5 separate regions of the Mus musculus genome follow, and regions 2, 3, 4 and 5 are each linked to region 1. The links are chromatin contacts, called in public ChIA-PET, HiChIP or PLAC-seq and Micro-C maps. All regions are on one chromosome and are shown on one strand. The core of a region is the stretch at or near the end of the contact, and the rest is flanking DNA. Distances in the headings are between cores, read along the strand shown. Region 1 holds the start of Nup210 (nucleoporin 210). Region 2 holds the start of Ccdc174 (coiled-coil domain containing 174). Region 3 holds the start of Zxdc (ZXD family zinc finger C). Region 4 holds the start of Aldh1l1 (aldehyde dehydrogenase 1 family, member L1). Region 5 holds the start of Slc6a6 (solute carrier family 6 (neurotransmitter transporter, taurine), member 6).

Evidence for each region. A called contact is a pair of places that touch in the nucleus more often than the background predicts. ChIA-PET counts read pairs in DNA pulled down with a chosen protein or histone mark. HiChIP or PLAC-seq counts read pairs in DNA pulled down with a chosen protein or histone mark.
Region 2: an H3K4me3 HiChIP or PLAC-seq map of bone marrow-derived macrophages shows a contact between it and region 1, with 2.3 times the contacts expected there. The contact joins the promoter of Ccdc174 here to the promoter of Nup210 in region 1. A contact is called at or near these places in 2 of 115 datasets of contacts at active chromatin or transcription factors (bone marrow-derived macrophages and memory CD8 T cells).
Region 3: a contact with region 1 is called in a Micro-C map of embryonic stem cells, with 4 times the contacts expected there. The contact joins the promoter of Zxdc here to the promoter of Nup210 in region 1. A contact is called at or near these places in 3 of 484 Hi-C or Micro-C datasets (CD4 T cells and embryonic stem cells) and 1 of 9 other capture datasets (macrophages).
Region 4: a contact with region 1 is called in an H3K27ac HiChIP or PLAC-seq map of embryonic stem cells, with 2.6 times the contacts expected there. The contact joins the promoter of Aldh1l1 here to the promoter of Nup210 in region 1.
Region 5: an RNA polymerase II ChIA-PET map of memory CD8 T cells shows a contact between it and region 1, with 22 read pairs. The contact joins the promoter of Slc6a6 here to the promoter of Nup210 in region 1. A contact is called at or near these places in 1 of 39 promoter capture datasets (neural stem cells), 6 of 484 Hi-C or Micro-C datasets (CD4 T cells, LSK cells, double positive thymocytes and 3 more) and 3 of 115 datasets of contacts at active chromatin or transcription factors (bone marrow-derived dendritic cells, memory CD8 T cells and thymic regulatory T cells).

What each region holds. Positions count from the first base shown.
Region 1 is chr6:91,115,402-91,118,153 of GRCm38.p6, forward strand. It overlaps Nup210 (nucleoporin 210), which reads right to left and starts at 1,425. Exons shown (of 40, transcript NM_018815.2): 1 at 1,217-1,425. The coding sequence starts at 1,383. Gm30364 (a long non-coding RNA gene) reads left to right here and starts at 1,820. Exons shown (of 4, transcript XR_003956467.1): 1 at 1,820-2,752.
Region 2 is chr6:91,876,614-91,879,365 of GRCm38.p6, forward strand. Ccdc174 (coiled-coil domain containing 174) reads left to right here and starts at 1,440. Exons shown (of 11, transcript NM_172730.2): 1 at 1,440-1,573. The coding sequence starts at 1,532.
Region 3 is chr6:90,368,168-90,370,919 of GRCm38.p6, forward strand. Zxdc (ZXD family zinc finger C) reads left to right here and starts at 1,327. Exons shown (of 10, transcript NM_173002.3): 1 at 1,327-2,401. The coding sequence starts at 1,492.
Region 4 is chr6:90,549,421-90,552,172 of GRCm38.p6, forward strand. It overlaps Aldh1l1 (aldehyde dehydrogenase 1 family, member L1), which reads left to right and starts at 1,373. Exons shown (of 23, transcript NM_027406.2): 1 at 1,373-1,550.
Region 5 is chr6:91,682,704-91,685,455 of GRCm38.p6, forward strand. Slc6a6 (solute carrier family 6 (neurotransmitter transporter, taurine), member 6) reads left to right here and starts at 1,364. Exons shown (of 15, transcript NM_009320.4): 1 at 1,364-1,605.

The DNA.
Region 1 (2,752 bases), core at 175-2,674:
CCCTCCAGAGTATTAACAGCTGACCTCCTCACTCAAAACAAAGCCCCAGAGAAGAATAAACACTTCCCCTTGGGTAAAGCATTTACTCCAAACTGCAATGGAAAGACTCTGCCTCTTCATACTCCAGAGGCCAACCTAAAGACACTCCAGACTGACCTCAAAGCGGCACTACTGCCTCAGCCTCCCTAGTGAAGTAATTATAGAGGTACAGTGCCACCCCCTATGAGGCAGACTTTTAAAACAAATTAAATTTGAGAACTACATATAGCAGAATGTGGCTCTGAGCTCTGGGCATCATATAGAACATTAACACACACACACCTAGCTAGTTAAGCCTTAGCCTAGATCAGTGGTTCTCAACCTTCCTAATGCTGTAAGCCTTTACTACAATTCCTCTGTTGTTGAACTGTACTAAAACCATAAAATTATTTTGTTGTTACTTCATAACTGTAATGTTGCTACTGTTGGAATCATAATGTGAATATCTGACAGGAGGCCCCAAACTGGGTTTTAACCCACAGGTTGAGAACCAATGACCTAAACACATTCTTAAGGAGGCTGGCAGCAAAATGTAGCCTGAGAGAAGGAAGGGACTATGTCGCACTAGTGAGGGTGTGGGTCAAGGGTGTGACCTGATCACACCCTACTCAGCCTGCACCCAGCAACGAGAAGTTCTCCCTTCATCTGCCTAGCCAAAGGCTGGACCGCAACACCCTGCTGGAAGCCAGGTCATCAAGGCAGACCCTACTCCACCAGCATCTAATTCCTTTGCCTCCCACTTCTGAGCTGGAAAATGGTCCTTTCATCCAAGATTTAATGACTCTCCCTAAGTGGCTTAACGGGTGTGGTGTGTCTCCCACAGACTCCTTGCCCAGGTCTCTACAGACACTCTTCTCACACCAGTCAGGCGCCAGGGGTGAGTCCCACCTCCCCCGTCTCCCACAGACTCCAGAGCGTGGCTGCTCAAGCTGGAGCTCCTCAGGGCCCTGACAGCTGGGGACCGAGGCCACGTGCGGCGCTGCCCTCCATGGCCCGCGATCACAGCCTCCTCTTCCCGCGCAGCCCAGACGCGAGTGGCCCAGGCGCCATGCGCAGAGAGAGAGCGCGCGCGCCGCGGGGTCACGCGGGGCCGGCTGGAGCGAGCACGCCACGCACCTGCGGCCCAAGCCCCCTCCCGCGCGCACCTGCCGCCTCCCGCCGGGCCCGCGCGCCTCACCAGCGGTAGCAGCCCTCAGAAGCTTCCAGAGTGAAGTTCACGCGCGTGGCCCGCGTGAAGGGCAGCAGCACCTTGGGAATGTTAAGCTTGGCGGCCGCGGCGGGACCCACTACCTGCAGCAACAGCAGCGCCCAGAGCGCCGGCTGCACTAGTGAGGCCCGCGCCATCCTCCCGGCCTCGCTAGCGCCCGGGCGCGCGCTCCCGCGCCCTCCACCGGCGCGCGCTGGGTAGCAGGTGGCCGCGTGGGGCGGGGCGAGCGCAGTGATGGGCGGGACCGGCGGGAAAGCGGAGAGCACGCGCCTGGTGCTGAGCCCCTAGAGCGCGCCGAATCCTGCGAGCTTTTTCAGCCCCGGAGCCCGTAGCGCGTGGCCTAAGGCCTCTGCCGCGCGCCCGTCTCTGGTGGCAGCCTTCCAGCAGGCTCGCTCTTGTTCATTCCGCCTTGTCTGGAGCCTCTGGCGGTGGAGCCAGGACATAGCACTAAGACAGGCGCCCTAGGACAGTGTGGAGCGCTCACTGATTAACACCCCCCCCCCCGCCCCCTTTCCAAAGCCACACTTCCCCAGGGGCCAAGAAGGTCTTGAGATATTCCGGGATCAATCCATCAGCAGGACAACACTGGGAACTTCCTGTTAAACAGCCCCATGGATGCTCCAAGGGAAATATCCGAAAGGTTAGTGAGGGAACAACACGTCCCTGAAAGTAGACGGTGCAACCTGACTTCAGCTGCACTAGGACCTGGATCGACCAGCGGGATCTGGAAGAAAAGTGACAGGCTGATGTCATGCATAAACAAAGACTTGAAGCTGAATTTCAGGCCGGCTGGGGAAGCCTCCTGGAGGAGAAACTCTCTGGAATGGATACTAAGGTCTCGCTGGGTTTCTGAGAGGCCACCATTCCTAGTCTATGTAGTTTTTGTTTGTCAGTTTGACACCAACTAGTGTCTTCTGGGGAGAGCAGCCTTAATTGGGAAAATACCCCCATCAGATTGGCCTGTAGACCTGTTTATGGAGCATTTTCTTAACTGATGATTGATGAGGGAGGGCCCAGATCACTGTGGGCTGTGCCACCTCTGTAAAGGAGGTTCTGAAGTGTTAAGAGAGCAAGCTGAGCAAACCATACGGAACAAGCCAGTAAGTTGTCTTCCTCCGTGGCGCTGGCTTCAGGTCCTGCCCTGGTTGAGTGCCTGGCTTCCCTCAATGATCCAGTGTGGCTGGGATAAGGAAGCCGAATAAACCCTTTCCTTCCTAACTCGCTTTTGCCTTGGGACATTTGGATACAAGGAGGGACATTTGGAGGGCACCCTCAGGCCCTAAGGACCCTGGACCAGGAATGGGGGTGAGAGGAGCTACCCAGAAGAGGACAAGTCTTCCAGGCTGGGTACCACGTGCTACAGGAGGAGGGAAAGTTCCACCATCCTCTTCCAGGAAATAAAAGAAAAGCAACGCTCCTCCAGGGTGTCTGTGCAAACTCTTCCTGCGCGTTCTTGGTGATGCTTCATTGTTTTTAGTTTCCAGCGCTGGAGATCACACACCCGGC
Region 2 (2,752 bases), core at 190-2,689, 760 kb after region 1:
CTTTCTTTCTTTCTTTCTTTCTTTCTTTCTTTTTTTTTCTGATTTTTTGAGACAGGGTTTCTCTGTGTAGCCCTGGCTGTCCTGGAACTTATGCTGTAGATCAGGCTGGCCTTGAACTCAGAAATTCGCCTGCATCTGCCTCCCAACTGCAGGGGGCGGGGGGGGGGGAGGATATCTTAAAATTATTTCACTTACAACTTCTTTTTACCCAGTATTATTTTCATGACTTGAGGTATATATGGATACTTTAAAAATTACTTTAAAACAATTTGGCGCACACACACACACACACATATGTATATGTATATATATATATATATATATATATATATATATTCACCATTTATTAAAGATGAAAAACAATTTGTATCCTAATGACATGAATGTGCTTGTTTCAACAAAAGGAATTAAATATTGGCTAAACATTTGATACTGTAGGTCACAGAGCATCTTCAGTGCTTTTCAGAGTTGATTGTTTTGACTTTATCATCATCAATGTGGAGAACACTGCTTTGCAAAGATACAGCAAATTCATGTTTAGGGCCATTTCAGAAATTGTTGGAAATTTTGTCCTAAATCCCAGGTCAAAATTCTTTTAATTCTTTAGCAATTCAAATAGTAATTTCAAAATTAGAGTATTCTGGGGGCTGGTTGTGGTGGCACACAGCTTCAATCCCAGCATAAGGGAGGAAGAGGTAAGCAGGTATCTTTGAGTACAAGGCTAGCATGGTCTACAAAGCAAGTTCCAGGCAGCCAGGAGTACCCAGTGACCCCCAAATGAATGTATGAATGAATAGTTAAAATTCAAATATTCTGTTGGGCATAGTGGCTCACACATGTAATCCTAGCATTTAGGGGGCAGAGGCAGGAGGGCTGTTGCAAATTTGAGGCTAGCCAAGTCTACATAGAGAGTTTGAGGCCAGGTGGCTGTACAGTAAGACCCCATCTCAAAAAAAAAAAAAAAAAAAGCCTAAAAAGCAAAACAACAAACAAAACCAACAAAACAAATCACAAAACACCAAAAAAAAAAAACCAACATAAAACGAGTGTTTCTCATAGCCCATTCTTAAACAATAATTCCCACCACTACCAGTTTCATTAAATTCCTTTTGTTTTCATGTTGGAGACAGGAGTTTACTTAGCTCTCTTCATACGCTGCTATTCTTTTCCATCATCTAAGACTCTCCAGTCAATATAGTGTGTGTTGCAATGAAAGCTATCTTCCTTCCTTCTCTAGACGGCGACAATACTAGTCATTTTCACCTCACTTTCTGCTCTCTTCAAGATGGCCAATTGCGATCAATTCCAACCCTCTGACCTTCTCAAAATGACGACGTAGCGACTAGGGACCTCATACTGACGCTTTCAAGATGGCGCCGAGGTCGTAAATCCAAGTCGCAAAATGACGCAAACTCAGCGTCCCTATCAAAGACACTTCCGGTTCTGCTGCCGGGTGGGGGTGGCGGACTCGTAGGGTCTGACTGAGGCCACAGGGAGGCTGCGTCTTGGGACTGGACGCCTTGGCGGGACGATGGACCGAAAGAAAAAGCCTTTGGACGTTACAGCCTCCTCGGTGAGTACAAGTGTGGCTTAGCTCCGTGCTCCGCGTTCCCTCCGCCTGTCTCAGTCGAGAATGGTGACCTAGTTGTTGTCCCACGCAAGTCAGGGGCCTGGACTGCCCATCTGACAAGGATCCTGACCGACCCTTTCCCCGCAGAGACCCTCCTCAGCTTCCTTACTCACAGGATCCTGAACTCGGCTCCGCCAGGCGCCTGGGCTCCGTTCCCCTCGAACCCAGGCGGGTCTCGGACGCCATCCTCCCAGGGATCTCAGGGCGCATCCTGCGGGTCAGCCGCCGCCACAGCCGGCTCTCTGTCCGCAGGGACTTGGAGGACGAGCCCTTCCTGGGTTCTCCACTAGTCCAAAGCCCTTCTCGAGCACTGGGATATGATTTGTCTTCCCAGGGCTCCCAGGGTCCCCCCCAGCAGGATCCAGACAAGTTAGCTAGTGCCTTGTGGGATGGGGTACCCGGGCCAGTAAGGTCTGACAGGATGTAAGGAGTTTTGCTAACTTAACCACTCTCAGCAGAAAACTTGTAAACACTGTACACATTTTGTGTCCGTGCTTCATATGTGTGCTGCCATCGAGTCCTCAGAAGTGCTTTTGAGTGTAGGTGGTATTAATTGTCACTCTTAATGGATAATGAAGTTGACACCCAAAGGTGAATCCCGTTTTCCTCAATGTACACACAGATTTGTTGTGTGAGAAGCCAGGCTCAGTTTGATTGACTGCAAAATGGTGCCTTTTCTGATTGTTCAAAACATCTAATGTATCAAATTTTTTGTTGGAATTTGTTTTTTAATATAGAAAAATTGGTCTTAGTAATCATGTTTGCTTGGATTCAGTGCTTGCAAACTGAATTAATCAGGAAGTATATGCGCATGCGCTTAACTTTAGCACATAAGTGTCAGAGACAAGTGGACAGAGGCCACTGTAAGTCAGAGGCCAGCCTGAGCTACATAGTTCCAGTATAGCCAGAGCTACACAGTGAGACCCTGTCTTTAAAAACCAAACCAAAGTTAACTTGTCTGGAGGATAATGTTTTTAATAATTATAACACAAACGAAGTCCCGGAATTGATTGGTCATTTTGTGATTCAGATGTAGTTGTAGAATAGAAAGATATATAGCTAGGTAATTGATACATTTACAAAGTTAAAATCCTCCTCTTCCTCCTCCTCCTCCTCCTCCTC
Region 3 (2,752 bases), core at 77-2,576, 750 kb before region 1:
TATACAGACAGGTAAGGTTTTTCACAAACAGATGTGCTATTTCTGTGCTCATTTTTTAAATGTATTTTTAATAGAAGCATACAGACGTGTCATTGCTGTCATTTGTTGTCAGTAGCTTTTGTATATCAGATGTGCTGTTCAATCAACACTTTTAATGCCAAAAACTTTTGCTCCTTGGAGAACCCATCCCTATTAGAGGCTAGCCCTAATTCCCCATCTCCCACTAATCTACTGTCTGTATAACTTAGCTCTTCTAGACATTTCATATAAATGGCATTATAGCACATTCTCTTTTGTGGCTGAAATATTTTTCATAGGTTTGGTCATGACATAACTTGCAAAACTCTGTAATTGCTCAAAAATATTCCACTGTATGAATATATATTCATCTGACAATGAACACTTGCATTGTTTCCCCTGGCGAGTTGTTGTAACAAAGATTACTATAAGCATGCAAGTAGTTTTTGTGTAGACATATTTCCATCCCTCTTCAGGGAGACACAGGGGGAGGGAGATACCCTTGCATTTTAAGGGGCAAATTGGTGGGAAATGGGGGTAAACCAGTGTAGGTGCAAATGGCAGGTTGGCAAAGTTTTAATAGTATTTGAACTTTCAGAAGACTAAAGCCTGACCTACAGAAAACAGGCTGGAGGCAGAAAGGACTGGAATGGGTGGGGGCGGGGAGACAGTTGGGTAAAGGTGGAGCGGAAGACAGGTTCCTTAGCTATTTGAGAACCTAGGAGTGAAATAAGTTTGAATTTGAGTGGTGATGACAGGAGTGGTGTGATTCCAGATGAATCCGTATGAGACAAGGGGGATTGTGGAATTCAGGGAACAACCAGCAACTTAGAAGGCAGACATATATCAAGGAAACACGGAATGTCTTTAGTGGTTTAGGTAGGGATCCCATCAGGACCTGCTACAGGGCAAATCAGGTCGGTGGCACAGTAGCAGCAGATAGACGCGCTCTTCGGCGAGGTCATAGAGAGATGACAAGCAAAGTGGAGAGGTTCAAAGCCTGAGTGTCAGTTCTGGATCATGTGGCCACAGGTAAACTTGACTTGTTTCCTTACACTTGGCAATCACAGGTTGAATTAGCTCGTATTTTCAAAGTACAGAGGGCACAGGAACTCTTAAGAAACGCAATCAGTTTTCATTCCTTTGCGCTACCCAGATGCAAAAGTAGGAGCCCAAATCTGAAGACCCTCTTTTTCCAAGTTGGGACTCCAAGCACAAGACAAGTTGGAGGCTCCGCCCCTGCTCCAGCCCCTGGGCTTCCTCGTGACTACAGTCCCGACAGCCCTCGCGCGCCACGCCCACGCCCACGGCTCCTGCGCACGCGCAGCTCGAGATGCGACTCTGGGCTGTAGTCTAAGCTCAGCTTTGACAGAGGCTCCCGGGGGGCGGACCCTAGGTGTCGCGCGCATGCCTGGCAGGGCTGGGCAGCTCTTCTCCGGTGGCTGCGGTTCGGACGCCTCAGCTGGGCCTAAGATGGACCTCCCGGCGGTGCTGGCCGCCCCGGCCACGCGCGGAGACCAACATGGCGGTGGCCCGAGCCGACTTCGCCGCGGCGCGGGGCCGTCCCTCGGTGCCGGTCCCGGGCGCCGTCGCCTGCTGCTGCTGAGGGGCCCGGAAGATGGCGGGCCCGGGCCGCGTCCAGAGGAGGCCCCGGGGCCCAGCCCGCCGCCCCCGGAGGACGGCGGCGACTCCTTCGTGGTACTGCTGGAAGTGCCGCGCGCGGCCGACACCCATGGTCAGGAGGAGGCCGAGCCCGATTCGGGCGCGAGCCCCACGGAACAGGTCCCGGCCGCCGCCCCCGGCGCAGCTCTGGCAGGCACGGTCACCATCCACAACCAGGACCTCCTGGTGCGCTTCGACCGCGGCGTCTTCACGCTGGCTGCGGCGCCCGCGCCAGCCGCCCCGAGCCTGCATCCCGCGACCACCCCGGGCCTGGAGCCCTCGAGCGCTGCTGCGTCCCGCCGCGGGCCGGTGGCCGCTAGCGCTGGCTCCCCGGCCTACCGCTGTCCGGAGCCGCAGTGCGCGCTGAGCTTCGCCAAGAAGCACCAGTTGAAGGTGCACCTGCTGACGCACGGCAGCCTCCAGGGCCGGCGGCCCTTCAAGTGCCCGCTGGATGGCTGCGGCTGGGCCTTCACCACCTCCTACAAGCTCAAACGGCACCTGCAGTCGCATGACAAGCTGCGTCCCTTTAGCTGCCCGGTGGGCGGCTGCGGCAAGAAGTTCACCACCGTCTACAACCTCAAGGCGCACATGAAGGGCCACGAGCAGGAGAGCTTGTTCAAGTGCGAGGTGTGCGCCGAGCGCTTCCCCACACACGCCAAGCTCAACTCCCACCAGCGCAGCCACTTCGAGCCCGAGCGGCCTTACAAGTGTGATTTCCCCGGTAAGCTGGAGACGCGGACCTGCCGGGGCGGGCGGGACCCGGCGGGGTCTGGACCCAAGGGCCAAACTGTCGCTTGTTTGGGCAGGGTTTGCGGAGGTCGGGGTGGAGGCGTTACGCGCCCTGATCTAAATGAGAATAAGGCAAAAACACTCCCGTGTTTGTTTTGAAGTCCCTTTCAGGTACTTAGATATGAAGCTCTGGGTTCCTACAGCCAAGTGGCATGCACAATCGCAGCTATCCGTGGGGAGGGTACAAACCTTTGTTAAGATGCTTACATTGGAAGTGACCTCTTCTCAGAGTTGAGTCAGGACTTTATTTTTCTCAGTCTACTCGTTCAACAATACCAGAGGA
Region 4 (2,752 bases), core at 123-2,622, 570 kb before region 1:
GTGCGTGAGTCCTGGAGGACTTTTTGAGCGACTATTATCTGCCTTGTTAAGGAAGCAGGAAAGACAACTGTTGCATTTCCTGATCTCAGAGAGCTTACAGTCTGGTAGGAGAGCAGATGCACAGAGGACAGGGGCACTGAGGGCATGGTTAGTTCTCTATTGGCAGTAACTGAGAGTGGAGGGGCACAGAAGAGCCCAAGAGGCTCCTTAGGTTGTGTGGAGGGTACAATATGTTTGGGCTGAGCAACCCAGAGCCAGACTTTGTCTGGCTGGTAAGAGACAGAGGTGCCTGCTATCACAATCCAAGGGTCTGCTTGAGGCAGAGCCAGTGCAAAGGATGTGGTTAGAGCCAGCCTGGTGTACTGAAGAGGGGCGAAGAGCTTGAGTAAGGAGTCTCAGCGGTGGTTTGAGAGGCAGGGTGGTTAATGGAGTAGCTGCAGGGGAGAATCCTTGGGAGGGAGCCTGCAGGACAGAGCTTTGGTCAGGAAGTGATGGGCATGTCACTGGACCCTGTATTGTCTCTGACTTTTCTCAAGTAGGACAATGACTCTGCCCAGGGAGGGGGTCTGTGACAAGGTGGAAGGGCCAGAGGAGAACTTCTGAGAAGAAAACCAGAGGCCGTGAAGAGGTGGGAAGGGCATGGGATTCAGAACCTCAGGCCCACCAGGACACAACCCCAGGTCCACAGCAGATGGGTGACCTTGCATGTCTCAGTCACCAGCATTGTGCTCCTTGCTTATCACGCTTGGGTGAAGGAAATGACCCAAATAGCATAAAGCCTGAAGGCCGGGACTAGGCCAGCTAGGGCTTGCCCTTCCCTTCCCAGCTGCACTTTCCATAGGTCCCACCTTCAGCAGATTAGACCCGCCTCCTGCTTCCTGCCTCCTTGCCTCCTCACTCATGGGTCTATGCCCACCTCCAGTCTCGGGACTGAGGCTCACTGAAGTCCCATCGAGGTCTGGTCTGGTGAATCAGCGGCTGGCTCTGGGCCCTGGGCGACCAGTTAGGTTCCGGGCATGCTAGGCAATGAACTCTACCCGGAATTGGGGGTGCGGGGAGGCGGGGAGGTCTCCAACCCAGCCTTTTGAGGACGTGCCTGTCGCTGCACGGTGCTTTTTATAGACGATGGTGGCCCATTTTGCAGAAGGGAAAGCCGGAGCCCTCTGGGGAGCAAGGTCCCCGCAAATGGACGGATGACCTGAGCTTGGTTCTGCCAGTCCACTTCCCAAATCCCTCACCCCATTCTAGGGACTAGGGAAAGATCTCCTGATTGGTCATATCTGGGGGCCTGGCCGGAGGGCCTCCTATGATTGGAGAGATCTAGGCTGGGCGGGCCCTAGAGCCCGCCTCTTCTCTGCCTGGAGGAGGAGCACTGACCCTAACCCTCTCTGCACAAGACCCGAGCTTGTGCGCCCTTCTGGGAGCTTGCTGCCCCTGTGCTGACTGCTGACAGCTGACTGACGCTCGCAGCTAGCAGGTACTTCTGGGTTGCTAGCCCAGAGCCCTGGGCCGGTGACCCTGTTTTCCCTACTTCCCGTCTTTGACCTTGGGTAAGTTTCTTTTTCTTTTGTTTTTGAGAGAGGCACCCAGATCCTCTCCACTACAGGCAGCCGCTGAACCTTGGATCCTCAGCTCCTGCCCTGGGAACTACAGTTCCTGCCCTTTTTTTCCCACCTTGAGGGAGGTTTTCCCTGAGTAGCTTCGACTATCCTGGAACAAGCTTTGTAGACCAGCCTGGGTCTCCGGAGAGTTGGGATTAAAGGCGTGCACCACCACCCCAGGCTCATGTCCTAGGAGTTTTCTTGAGCACAGCTGAATCTTGGCTTCTGGTCTGTAAAATGTGGAGGTGTGGTGTCTTAACAGTACACCTCTCCTGAGGTTCCTGGAGAATTCTGGTCCTAGGCAGCTGGTGGTGAGTGTTGGCACTGTCCTCTGTCCATATAAGTTCTCTGTGCCCAGGAGACAGCAGGGACATATTTTACAGAGGCATTTGAGACACAGGGAAGGTGAAGTTCACTAAGGCCTTGCAGGCTTGAGAGCTGGGTTGCTCTATTGTTCCCTGTAGCCACACCCAGGATCATGGAAGTGTCTGATCTTGACTCCCTGAGGGACTTATCCACCCCCCACCTGGAGCCAGGGCAAAGAGGCTATCATAGGAGAGGGTCAGCCTTGAGCAGTTATAGGAGGGGGTTCCTTGCAGAATGTCTGGCCATGGGGTGAACTCTGACTACCACTAGGTCTGCTCCCAGCATGGGACTGCAGCAGGCTATAGAGGGAGGGCTCCTGCCACTGTTCTGCTGTCCTGACCCAGGGGCTAGAAGAAGGGACCTGCGGAACAGGAGCCCTCTGAGTCCCTGAAGGCCCAAGGCTTCAGCAGCCCCTGGGGGTGTCCCATGACAAGAAGACAGGGGTGGGAGTCTGCACCCTATAGCCTGGGGCTCAGTAGACCCTCCAGACCCTCATTTGCTATCTGTGTGGCCAAAGGCCAGCTTTATGTGACAGTCCTCACTCCATGTTCCTTCTTGTCCCTGAGCTGTGATAACGGCTGATCTGCAGCCATCCTGACTGAAGCCAGAAGTGGGGTTTTTGTTGTTTTGTTTGCTTGTGTTTTTCTCCCTTACTCTTTCTATAAATAACAGATGTTCAGAGGGAAGGGAGGCAGGTGAGGGAGCACAGAGCTGAAATCTCAGCACTCAAGGGGCTGAGGTGGGAGGATGGAAATGTCCAGGGCAGCCTGGGCTATGCACTGAAT
Region 5 (2,752 bases), core at 114-2,613, 570 kb after region 1:
CATGCCTGCAGGCTTTTGCAGCCTTACAGCCCTTGCTTCCTCTGTTCCCCACCCCCACCCTTCTGTCTGCCCAAAGGCTCTGGGCTTCCTGAAGTCTGCTCTGGGTTCAAAACAGCCACTTTCCTACTCTCTGACCTACCCCCTGGTCTCAGCCCTTTGTGCTGTGGGTAATGAAATGTGAGTCTGGATTTTTTTTTTTTAAGACGGGTTTTCTCTGTGCAGCCTTAGTGGAACTCACTCTGTAAACCAGATTGGCCTTGAACTCAGAGATCTGCCTGTCTCTGCCTCCCAGCGCTGGGATTAAAGGCTTGAGTCACACCACCACCTTATTTTGCTTCTTGGTGTCTTATGCCAGCCTAGGACAATGGATTCAGGCTGGTCAGGTCTGGGGCTACCATTCCCAGTTTAAGAGACAGGATAGCCATGCTACATAATTGACACTTATGTGCAGAGAGAGTGGAGAAGAAAGAAAAGGAAGTGGGCAAGCAGAGAGGGGGAAGGCCTTACTGAAGGTCACACAGCGCCACCTCAGGCTCAGCCAGGCTGTGGGTGTGTACAATCAGATGGAGGACATGCTCATTCAAATAAGGACAAGAATAATGGCACACTCCCCATCTCCATTTAAAAATAGTCACATTTGCTGACACTCGTTTGGCACTTCCTAGGTGCCTGGTGTCCTGTTCAGACTCTTTACACTGTTAACCTTGGACCCTCCCAGCAGCCAGAAGTGATGAGTTCCACTATTTTTATTTCCGTTTTACAGATGAGGAAACTAAGACACAGAAGGTCTGGGGAACTTGCCTGATGTCACACAGCCACGACGAAGTCGGGGCGCTTCGAAAACACAGCCTCATGTGGGCCAGGGGTGGGGGTGGGGGTGGGGGTGGGGGACTTGGCCTCCATTATCACTTCCACGGCAGCTCAGCCAGGCTTGCAGAGCTGCACACTGGCCCTGAGAGGACTCGGGGCAATGGGGGAGGAGCAGATTCTGGTAGGGATCTAGCTGCTGCGGCAGCCACAGGCCTCGTCCACAGACCTAGGTGGGTGTGTTAGAGAGCGTTGTGGTGTGGTAATATCAGGACAGGAGATGAGCCAGGGGTCTGGGTCTCTAACTCCTCATCGCCTGCATGAGAGGCCTGAGCAGTGCCATTAGCCACCAGCGTTTGGATGGAGCATGAGGATGGGTGCGCGCGCTCGACGAGGCGAGCTCCGGCTCTTTGTGTGTCCGAGCTCGTGCGCGCGTGCGTGCGTGTGTGTGTGTGTGTGTGTGTGTGTGTGTGTGTGTGCGCGCGCGCGCGCGCGCCCCGTGTGTGGGCGTGGCCGACAGACCAGGCCCCTCCCTAGGCCCCGCCCAGGCCCGGCCAAGCTGGTATTTTTCCACCCAGCAGGATGGGTGATGCGGAGAGCTGCCTGTTCAGACAACAGACACGCGAGGTCAGGGAGAAGCCGCTTATAAATTACCGCTTCCTCCGCGCCGCCGCCAGCGTCGTGCTCCGGGACCTGGTTGCTGCCGAGCTCCCGTGCCCAGCCGCCAACGCCGCGATCGCCGCCAGTCCCGCCAGCCTCGCCAGCCCCGGGCCATCCGCTGTGGGCTTAGCCACCCAGGTACCCAGGGCGTGTGGGCCGCGACTGCAGCCCCCTCCCCGGGCCGCGCTCCGCCACCTCACCGGGTCCCTGCGGGTCTGGCCTCCCCGCGCTCTTTCATCCCCTTCACCCCTGAGGGAGGGACTGAGGGTCTCCTGTTCAGCTCTGCTGGAGAGGGAGTTATTGTTTCCCTGGCGAAGGGGCTGGGGCTGCTGGTGCGGCGGCAGGTGTGTGTGTGTGTGTGTGTGTGTGTGTGTGTGTGTGTGTGTCCCACGGGGTGCCTCCTTGTCCCTGGATGTCTCTGTTTCTGAGAGTGGCTGTTTCTCCACCCTAGGCAGCCGTGTACATGTGCGCCCCGGGGTGTGTGATATGACCAGGGCTATGTCCGGGGCTGCCTTACCTGAGTGTAGTGTGGCCGTGTGGCTCTGTCTTCTGATACACACACACACACACACACACACACACACACACACATCTTGCCTATGTGAACCTGTACGTGTGGCTGTGTCTCCGGAACCCTGGCCGTGTGCACGTGTGTGTGCCCGAATGTGCCTGGATCCCTGGATCTGTGGTTGGGGGCAAGTCTAGTGTCTTCTAGCTGTACCCGAGAGGCCATCCCTTGTGCCCAGTGGGCCCAATGGACATCTTTGGTTCTTCGTAGTATTTAGGAGAGGTAAAAGGGCGGTATGGCTCCAGGTGCTGCCTGGGTGTGGCACGCAGGTGTGACAGTCGCTCCCAGGCTTGAGTAGCAGGGCTGAGGCCCGAAACGACAGCCAGGGGCAATGGGTAGCACCAGCTGAACACATCTTCCTCTAGACTGCTCCCCTTCACTTTATGGGTTCCTCTTTTGGGTGGGAGGTTCTGGTCTGCTCCCACTGGGGAAGCCACACAAGGAACCAGTCTCAGGAACAGATCCTACAGTCCCAAAGCCTCAACCTAGGCTGTAGCCTGGCGGCAAGGGAGGCGTGTGCTCAGCAGGGCCACCGACCTGGCTATTTTGGTCACTGCCTGGCCTCTGCCAGATCCCTGCCTTCCCTAGGACCAGCCCCAAAGGCTTGGGAGACAGCCTGGGCCCCCATTTCCTGCCTGGGGAAATAAATCATCTCAAAGACTGGCCAGGCGCTTGACCCGGAGGGTCCTCGGACTGCGGATTGGTAGCACGTGGCTC